Linked DNA regions of Zea mays: all the other regions are linked to region 2. A link is a contact called in public Hi-C data. All regions are on one chromosome and are shown on one strand. Each heading gives the region's core, a stretch centred on a gene start, on an enhancer-like site or on the middle of the called end of the contact. The rest is flanking DNA. Distances are from core to core; before and after follow the strand shown. Region 1 holds the start of LOC100275144. Region 2 holds the start of LOC100191721 (liguleless narrow1). Region 3 holds the start of LOC103638361.

The links. A called contact is a pair of places that touch in the nucleus more often than the background predicts.
Region 1: a contact with region 2 is called in a Hi-C map of tassel, with 3 times the contacts expected there. The contact joins the promoter of LOC100275144 here to the promoter of LOC100191721 in region 2. A contact is called at or near these places in 2 of 25 Hi-C or Micro-C datasets (ear and tassel).
Region 3: a Hi-C map of endosperm shows a contact between it and region 2, with 3 times the contacts expected there. The contact joins the promoter of LOC103638361 here to the promoter of LOC100191721 in region 2. A contact is called at or near these places in 3 of 25 Hi-C or Micro-C datasets (ear, endosperm and tassel).

What each region holds. Positions count from the first base shown.
Region 1 is chr9:50,126,266-50,128,981 of Zm-B73-REFERENCE-NAM-5.0, reverse strand. LOC100275144 reads left to right here and starts at 1,308. Exons shown (of 2, transcript NM_001149310.1): 1 at 1,308-2,103. The coding sequence starts at 1,372.
Region 2 is chr9:50,381,434-50,384,133 of Zm-B73-REFERENCE-NAM-5.0, reverse strand. It overlaps LOC100191721 (liguleless narrow1), which reads right to left and starts at 1,406. Exons shown (of 6, transcript NM_001137150.1): 1 at 1,047-1,406; 2 at 820-965; 3 at 522-732; 4 at 1-217. The coding sequence starts at 1,068.
Region 3 is chr9:50,606,245-50,608,971 of Zm-B73-REFERENCE-NAM-5.0, reverse strand. It overlaps LOC103638361, which reads left to right and starts at 1,355. Exons shown (of 3, transcript XM_020544432.3): 1 at 1,355-1,876; 2 at 1,964-2,620. The coding sequence starts at 1,615.

The DNA.
Region 1 (2,716 bases), core at 59-2,558, 260 kb after region 2:
TTTCCCTTCCTGGTCTACGAAACCTTGGAAGTGGGGAAGGCGAGGGATGGGATCCCTGATTTGCTGTCTATGGTACCCATTCGATGGCTCAATATTGACTGTCTACATGGCCTTTCCTTTATCACGATGTCGACTCACTTAGTCAAATAAAAAAAAATATGCGGAGAGCAGAGACAATCAATAAAAAATATTGAGATCTTTTTTGGTGGATAGTTTACGTGTGTATTGTTGTGAGTCGTCGCAACGCACGGGCAACTGACTAGTTTGTTTATATGGGGTTATGATTGTTTCGGTTTAGGCTGAATAGTAGCTAAACGATAAGTCAACTGCTTAACAATTAACGTTTAGGATAACACTAAGTATTGGTGAATGTTTATTACTCCCTCTATACCAAAATATAATTTGTTTTAGACTAAATAAACATTTATTAATTAATCTACGAATGTAATTTATATGTATGTCTATATTCATTATCATCTAGATGAATGTGAACAGAGAAAAAGAGGGCTAGAAAAAAAACTATATTTTAGGACAGAGGGACTATTTATTTAGAACAATTGGAATACTCATATGGGCCAAGACCATTTACTCTAACAATACTTGCATTTAAAACTACTTAGGTCCCGTTTGTTTCCTTTCATTTTGAGGAATTGTAATCTTATTAATAGAATAGGCTATTTTTTAGAATGTGACATTCCACCACTTTCCAAAGTTATTATATAAGCCTATCTCAAATTCATAGGGTGAAAGATGGAAATTGATTCTATAGATTTACATGTTATTTTTCGATGTACAACTTATAGCACACTTTTCTACTTGCTTCGCTATACCATAAATATAGTATATAACTATATCTCTCAAATGATTTAGGATAATATACAAATATACTACATATATAAATATATAAACTTAATTAGTTTTGTCTAAATTATAATTATTAAAATGGAATTCAATTCCAACGAAACAAACGGGGCCTTAGAGAAATTTAAACATAAAGGGTAAAATTTAACCATTTGAGATACTATTAAAAATTAGGAACCAGAAGGGTTCATAACCAAAAAATAATTTACGGACTTTTAGTGCAATTATCATTTGAACCAGGATGATGTTCATGTTTCAGTCCATGGATGATTACCAGGCAGGGCATTTCAGATATTTCAGTTGAGCTGTTAAGCTAGCTCAGGAAAATAACAAAGACTGACATGATGCTTCTCGGGCGAAGCGGCACTCCAACACACAAAAAGTCCCAAACGTGTATTCGACTCGAACGTTTGATGTGAGCCTTGGAGTGCTAGATTCTGTTTCCATTGTCCATTCTCAGTCACCTGAGCAGCCGAACGTTCTCAGTCACCTGCAGGTCAGGAACCAACGATGCCGGGCATCCACCGCTACACCGCCGAGCTGCTGGTGCTGCTCACCATCATTACCCGCCTCCTGCTGCTGGCCACGGCGTGGCCGGCATTGCCCGCCCCAGCGTCGCTCGAGCCGTCGCTGCTTTTCCCGTCCGCCGGCGCCACCTCGCCCACGCAGACCCAGTCAGCCGGGGTCGCCTCCACAATCCCGGCCTTCCCGGAGCAGTCAGAGGCCGCCGCGGCTGCTGCCACCTCCGTCTGCCAGCTCACCCCGTCGCCTCCGCTCCTTCCCGCTGTCCTAGCATCGTGCAACGCCAATGCCGGCGGGAGTGGCGTGACGCTCCCGCCGCGCCTAAGATGCTGCCCGGCGCTCGCCGCGTGGCTGTACACTGCGTACGCGCCCACCGCGCTCTCGGGCAGCGGCGTCGGAGAAGCGTCGGTGGCCGCGTCGGCCGAGGCCGCCGCCGTGGTGGACTTGCCAGTGCTGCCGGACGACGCGGAGGAATGCGCCGGCGCGGCGGACCGTGCGCTGCGGGCGGCCGGGGTGGCGCTACCGCGGCCGCATTGGGGCGAAAGCACCGGCACTGGCAACGGAACTGCGGCGTGCGACGTAGCGTTCTGCTACTGCGGGGTGAGGCTGCGGCGGCCTGCGTGCGCGGCGCCGCAGGGCCGGATGGCAAGGAGACTGGAGAGGGACTGCGCGCTGCCGGGGCTCGCCGGCTGCTCCAGGTGCCTGCGGGCGCTCAGCAAGGTGAGACACAACACAACAGAGCTTTCTTTTCTTTTTCCCTTGATGCATGAATGCATCTTGTCTGCTGCATTGGAATGTGCACTTGCCTAAACTACCATCCTTTCTAATGGGAAACGCAATATTAATTGCATCTACTCAAAATGTTGAATTGTTCATGAGTCATGAAGATTATGTTTTTATGGTCTGTAGGTGTCAAAATTGTGAACATTTTTAGTTTTTAACTACTGATTTACGTTCTATATGAAAGAGCAGAAAATAGAATATAATCGCATCCAATATGATTTCAAAAAGATATTTTGACGGCATCTTCTATTGATGAAATGCATGCTTATGTATGTACTATCCTAAACTGAACTATCAGAAGTGGGGTTCTCCATTGTATTAGTATATTGCATACTCCTATCTAGACAAATAGTATAATACAATATCTGTTTCATGCATCAACAGTGTCTGTTCCACTTTTAGAGGAATCTGGAATAAAACAGGTGTCACCATGTAACTTGGTAGATCCATGTATTTATGTATGACATTTTCATTTTGTACGACCCGTTATGTGAGAAACATGACAAACCTGCAGCTTTCAGTATCTTGGAAGATATAAAATTAATAAGGA
Region 2 (2,700 bases), core at 157-2,656:
GTGTTAATCGCGTCGGAGTCGTCCTCGAAGATCTTGGCCATGCCGAAGTCGGAGATCTTTGGGCTCATCTTGTGGTCGAGCAGCACGTTGCTGGCCTTGAGGTCCCGGTGGACCACCTTCAGCAGCGAGTCCTCGTGGAGGTACAGCAGGCCGCGGGCGATGCCCAGGATCACGTTGTGCCGGGTGCTCCACCCAAGCTGCGCACTCTTGCTCGGATCTAGGGTTTAATTAAATTAAATTAGTACTAGTACTGATCAACCAACCAAGCCGTATCTGTTGTGATCACTAATTTAATTTGGATGGTAAGCAGAGCACAATTATTAGTCCCGTTGCGCTGTGCGCATCAAGTTACTAGGAGTATAGTACCAGTCCATCCACCTCGAATTAATTAGCTCGTAGTACTAGCTAGACACGAACGGAACATGGAATTTATAGCGTGATGACACCACGCCCACCTACCGTGAGACCTACAGCTACGTGGCCATGGCCCAATGGCGGCAAGGAGCTGTTGGTTCGCTTACCGAAGAGGAAGGCGTCGAGGCTGCGGTTGGGGAGGTACTCGTACACCAGCAGCTTCTCCTCGCGCTCGGCGCACCAGCCCAGCAGCCGCACTAGGTTGCGGTGCTGCAGCTTGGCGATGAGCTCCACCTCGTTCCGGAACTCCGCCGCGCCCTGCCGCGACCGCGCTGACAGACGCTTCACGGCGATCTCGGAGCCGCCGCTCAGCACGCCCTGCAAATCATGCATATTGCTATTAGATGTAGAGTAACAAAACAGCTAGCTGTGGCCACATCCATCGACCTTGGGTTGATTTCTCACTCTGTAGACGGGGCCGAAGCCGCCCTCGCCGAGCTTGTTGGCCTTGGAGAAGTTGTCGGTGGCAGCGAGGATGGAGGCGAGGTCCATGAGCGGCAGGTCCGAGCTCGACCGCCGCCATAGGCTGTCCAGCAGGGATCTCCGGATGGCTGAACAAGAGGGCAGGGATCATCCAATGTTAGAAACACACGCAGCAGCAGCGGATGGAATGGAAAGGAAAGGAAAGCCACCAGCAGAGCGCAGTTTCACCATTGCGCTTCCGCCACCGCCAGCAGTAGACGCAGTAGAGCAGCGTGCAGACGATGACCGTTACCAGCACGCCCACCATGATCCGCATCGCGTCGGGGCTGGAGCCCGAGCCGTGCGACGCCGCATCGCCCGCGGGCGCCGGCGCCGTGCCCAACAGCCGGCGCTGCGCCATGCTTCTACCAGCAGAGACTTGTCCGATCCTGCTCTCTGTACACACCGTCGTCGGAAGAAACCGGATGGAATGGAAATGATGATTGAGGCTACGGGCCGCCGGCGCTAAAGGAGCGCAACAAAGTGTGGAAACGAGGGGCACGCAACGCAACTGGGGGAAAAGAAGTGAGAATGGGGAGAGGCGGGCGGGGCGGAGCCGAGCGCGACCGCACTGTGAGTGTGTCACCCGTCGCGTTTGGCCTTTTGTCCTTGTCAGCACCTGCAGTCGGCGGATACCTTTGACCCAGCGACAGGTGATGCGCGTGTCCATCCGCAGCACGACTGCACGAGTACAGCTGAAAACGGGACGGTACTATGATAACTAATATATTTTAACCGAAATCTAATATGCGTATAATTAAGACGAGACGAATATCTAAAGACCAAATATTTATTCGAGTAGATAAATAACAAATACAAATATTATTTTTGTCACTTATTTCTTGTTCCTGACGGCAGATGGACAGTAGGTTGTACTATATGATAACTAATATATTTCAACCGAAATCGAATATATGTATAATTAAAACGGGACGAATACCTAAGGACCAAACATTTATTCGAGTAGATAAATAACAAATACAAATATTATTTTTGTCACTCGTTTTGTATTACTAACGGTAACAAAAAAAAAACAAGGCAGCACACATGACCGCATTTTAAGCTTCTCCCTTTATTTGACTAATTTTTAAGAGTCAATCAAAGAGAGAAGATGGAAACACAAATATTTAACGATACCAATTAGCCATAAAATATAAAGAATGAAACAATTTACTCATCTCAATTCCTTATCGGATTTGCTCCATTCTTACAACATAATGGATGGTTACAGGTATACCTTTGATTTCACTCATAAAGACTCGAAGGTGTTAGAAGGTATCTTCGGAGGTGGAGCGAATCGGTGTTCATGGACTCTAAAAAAGTGTGTCCAATGCATGATAATGTTCCTCTATTTATAGTCGTGAGTTACAGCTTCGTATGAAATTACAAGCATGTTAATAATGTTTACACACATGGATCTTAAGTCATGCGAGGGTGAGGAATATCGTGATTTTTTTACCGAAGAAGATTCTTCCAAATCCTAGTCCCCTTTGGTCATTGATCACCTTTGCGACATGTCATGCCTGCCAATGTTCATGAAGCTCTCCGTGCCATGACTAGGCCACTTTTGTTGTAGCCGTAGTCTTTGTCATGTTTCGGCACTCAGTGGCCATCGTGTCTGCTCCTTTTCGGAGATTGTCAAAAGCAGTTATGTTCTCACTAGGACAACTCGGGACCTCTAGGACCCCCAAAGGGTCATCTTCGACACAACATTGGATCTTTGGCTTCTACCTCAACGAATTAGAGGATTTTTGTCTTTGGTCGAATTTCTTCTCCTAAGAAGCAGGCTAATTTGGTTCCTAGACCTTCAATGTTCTCTAGAAT
Region 3 (2,727 bases), core at 106-2,605, 220 kb before region 2:
CAAGTATTATATGAACTTATTTAGTAACTTAAAACGAATTTTAATTTAGTAAGGAAGGAGTATTATATTCTTTTTACTATGCGCCATTCAATTGCAAGCATTTGCACGGACGACAACCCCACGTACAAGTACAATAAGTCCCCATTGTCGAGACGATGTTATTGAGCTTTGAACGACACTACACAAATGAGATCACGATATATGAATTGATGTAATTTCCACATGAACAATTAAGTCGGATGTTTTCGACGCCATCTCGCAACACTATGCTGGATTTTTTTGTTGGCAAATGCCCACTTCAAAATTAGATAATTTTCGTCGATCTATTGCTCTTGCATATTAAACCATGAAAATTAGCTAATTTTTGTGGGTGAATGATGAAAACTACTTAGTTAGTTTGCATCAGTCTCGTCTAGTCGATGAAAATAATTTTCATCCTAGCCGATGAAAGTTTGTCTGGTTAATTTTCATCGTCTATGGAAACTCCTTGAAAATTAGGATTAACTTCTATCGACTCACTGTAACTGATGAAAATTAGCCTTATCAGATGCAAATTAACTATTTATATCGATACATAACACACACATATATTCTTATTCATCCATTTCCATCACATTATGTCCATCCACATCACACAAATCACAAATTATCCATACCATATTTATGGATTTATAACATATCTTCAAATAGCTTTAGTTACTGAAGTCTAAAATATTCCAAATAACAAAATAAATACTAATTTTTATACATCAAACGAGTCTTAACATATAGATTCGTTAAATGATTAGAGTTCTCACCTAGAGTGTTAACCAATGAGTTAGATCCCTCATAGTCTCTAGGTTTTGCTAATTATTTAGGAGTCTAAAAACCCTATAATCATACTCACTTTGCAGCTACAAATAGTTGAAGCAGGTTGGCCAAGGATTAGGGTTTAGGTGTCTAGGGTGTGCGCATATGGGGCCGATGGACGCGGTGTATCCGAGCTGGGAGATTAGGATAGACGTGGATGGTGTGGTCGATAATGGCGGTTAACGGTCGGGGCAGAGCAAGTGGATGGGACGACGCGGTCATGCTAGACGGCATGGTCGAGTGAGGGTTGGATGGAGCGATTGCCGGGACGATTGCTCTAGCGAGGGTGGAGGTTCGACGGTGTAGTTAATATGAGTAGAGACGCAACACACGTAATATCGAATTACTCGGAGTAAACTAGTTAATTTTCGGTGATCATACTGCATGGCCAACAAAAGAATACTAATTTTCGCGACAACAATTAGTAATTTTCGCCAGTTAGCTTACAGCGGTAAAAATTGATTAATTTCTATAAGCTTTAACTAAAATCCACAAAAAAAAAATCAGCCACGAACATCGTCAATCTAGGACCGATGAGCTATGACGACGAAGTTCACGACTATATGCATGCCTAGCTCTCTAGCCGTTTTTTACACGAATAGTGGGCGTGCAGAAAAGTTCTGCAAACTGAGGCTAACTAACATAGAACATTGCATGCAGACGTATTGATGATCATTTGGAAACGCATGTCAGTGCGACAGTGTCGTGCGCGCGGGTCATGCGGCCGGCGTTGCGCCTCCCAATGCTCTGTCTCTCCCCGTCGCCATGAAAGCGAAAGGAAAACAGCTAAATTCCATCACTTCCTTTGCATTCACATCATCACTTTGTTGCCTGTTTGGTGGTTGTAGGTCCGCCTGCTCTGCCAACCCATCCGGCGGTCCGGTCCGGCCATCCAGCCCTCCCTCGGCCAGTCAGCACGGCGTGCGCACACCAGCCTGCGGAAAGCCCAGGCCGCCCTTCTGCTGCCTGCGCCGCTGCACAAAGCTAACGGATTCTTCTGTCACACTGCAGACTAATAAAGCTGCACGTCTCTGCCTCTCTGTCCACTGTCACAGTGCACGACGAGCTTTGCTTCTTGCCTTCTTCATATATACTCTGCTTTGTGCTTTTCCAGCGGTCTGCTGTCTTACGCGCATGTACGAGAAGCGAGCTGATCAGGCGGCCGCCATGGCAAGAGAATTCCACGCTGCGTCACCGGCGGTTACCGTGCCTGCCTCGCCGCTCCCGTCAAAGAACGCCGGGGGCGGCCTCGCAAACCTCCAATGGCTGCTCAGGAAGCGCGCCAACAAGGTGCAGCAGGGCCGGTCCGTCACCGTCGAACAGCAAGAGGCCGCCGACGACTGCGACGACGAGTGCGCCTCCATGTTCGCCGGCGCCACGCCCTACAACGTCCCCGTCGCCGTCGCTGGTCCAACTCCAGACGACGCGCCGGGCAGGAAGCGCCACGGGGAAGCGCTTTCGCGGCTCCGGTCGGCGATCCTGGCCGTGCTAGCTCGAGCGCGGCGCGGGCGCGGGAGGCGGCCGCTGGGGTCCTGCGCCACCGTCACCGGCACCATCTTCGGCCGCCGCCGCGGCCGCGTGCACCTGGCCCTGCAGACCGACCCGCGCGCCCCGCCCGCGCTCATGGTCGAGCTCGCCGCCTACTCCACCGGCGCGCTCGTCAGGGAGATGGCCTCGGGACTCGTCCGCCTTGCTCTCGAGTGCGAGAAGGCACCCGCACCGCCGAAGCAAACTGGTGACCCATCCATCGATGTCGATGCTTACTTTGGCGGTAGCTGGCGGTGTTTCCAACTGTCATTACATATATATACTCTATATATTGCCTTCACCATCATTCCTCATCTTCCATGCATGGCGATGGCGACCGCCTTGCATTTC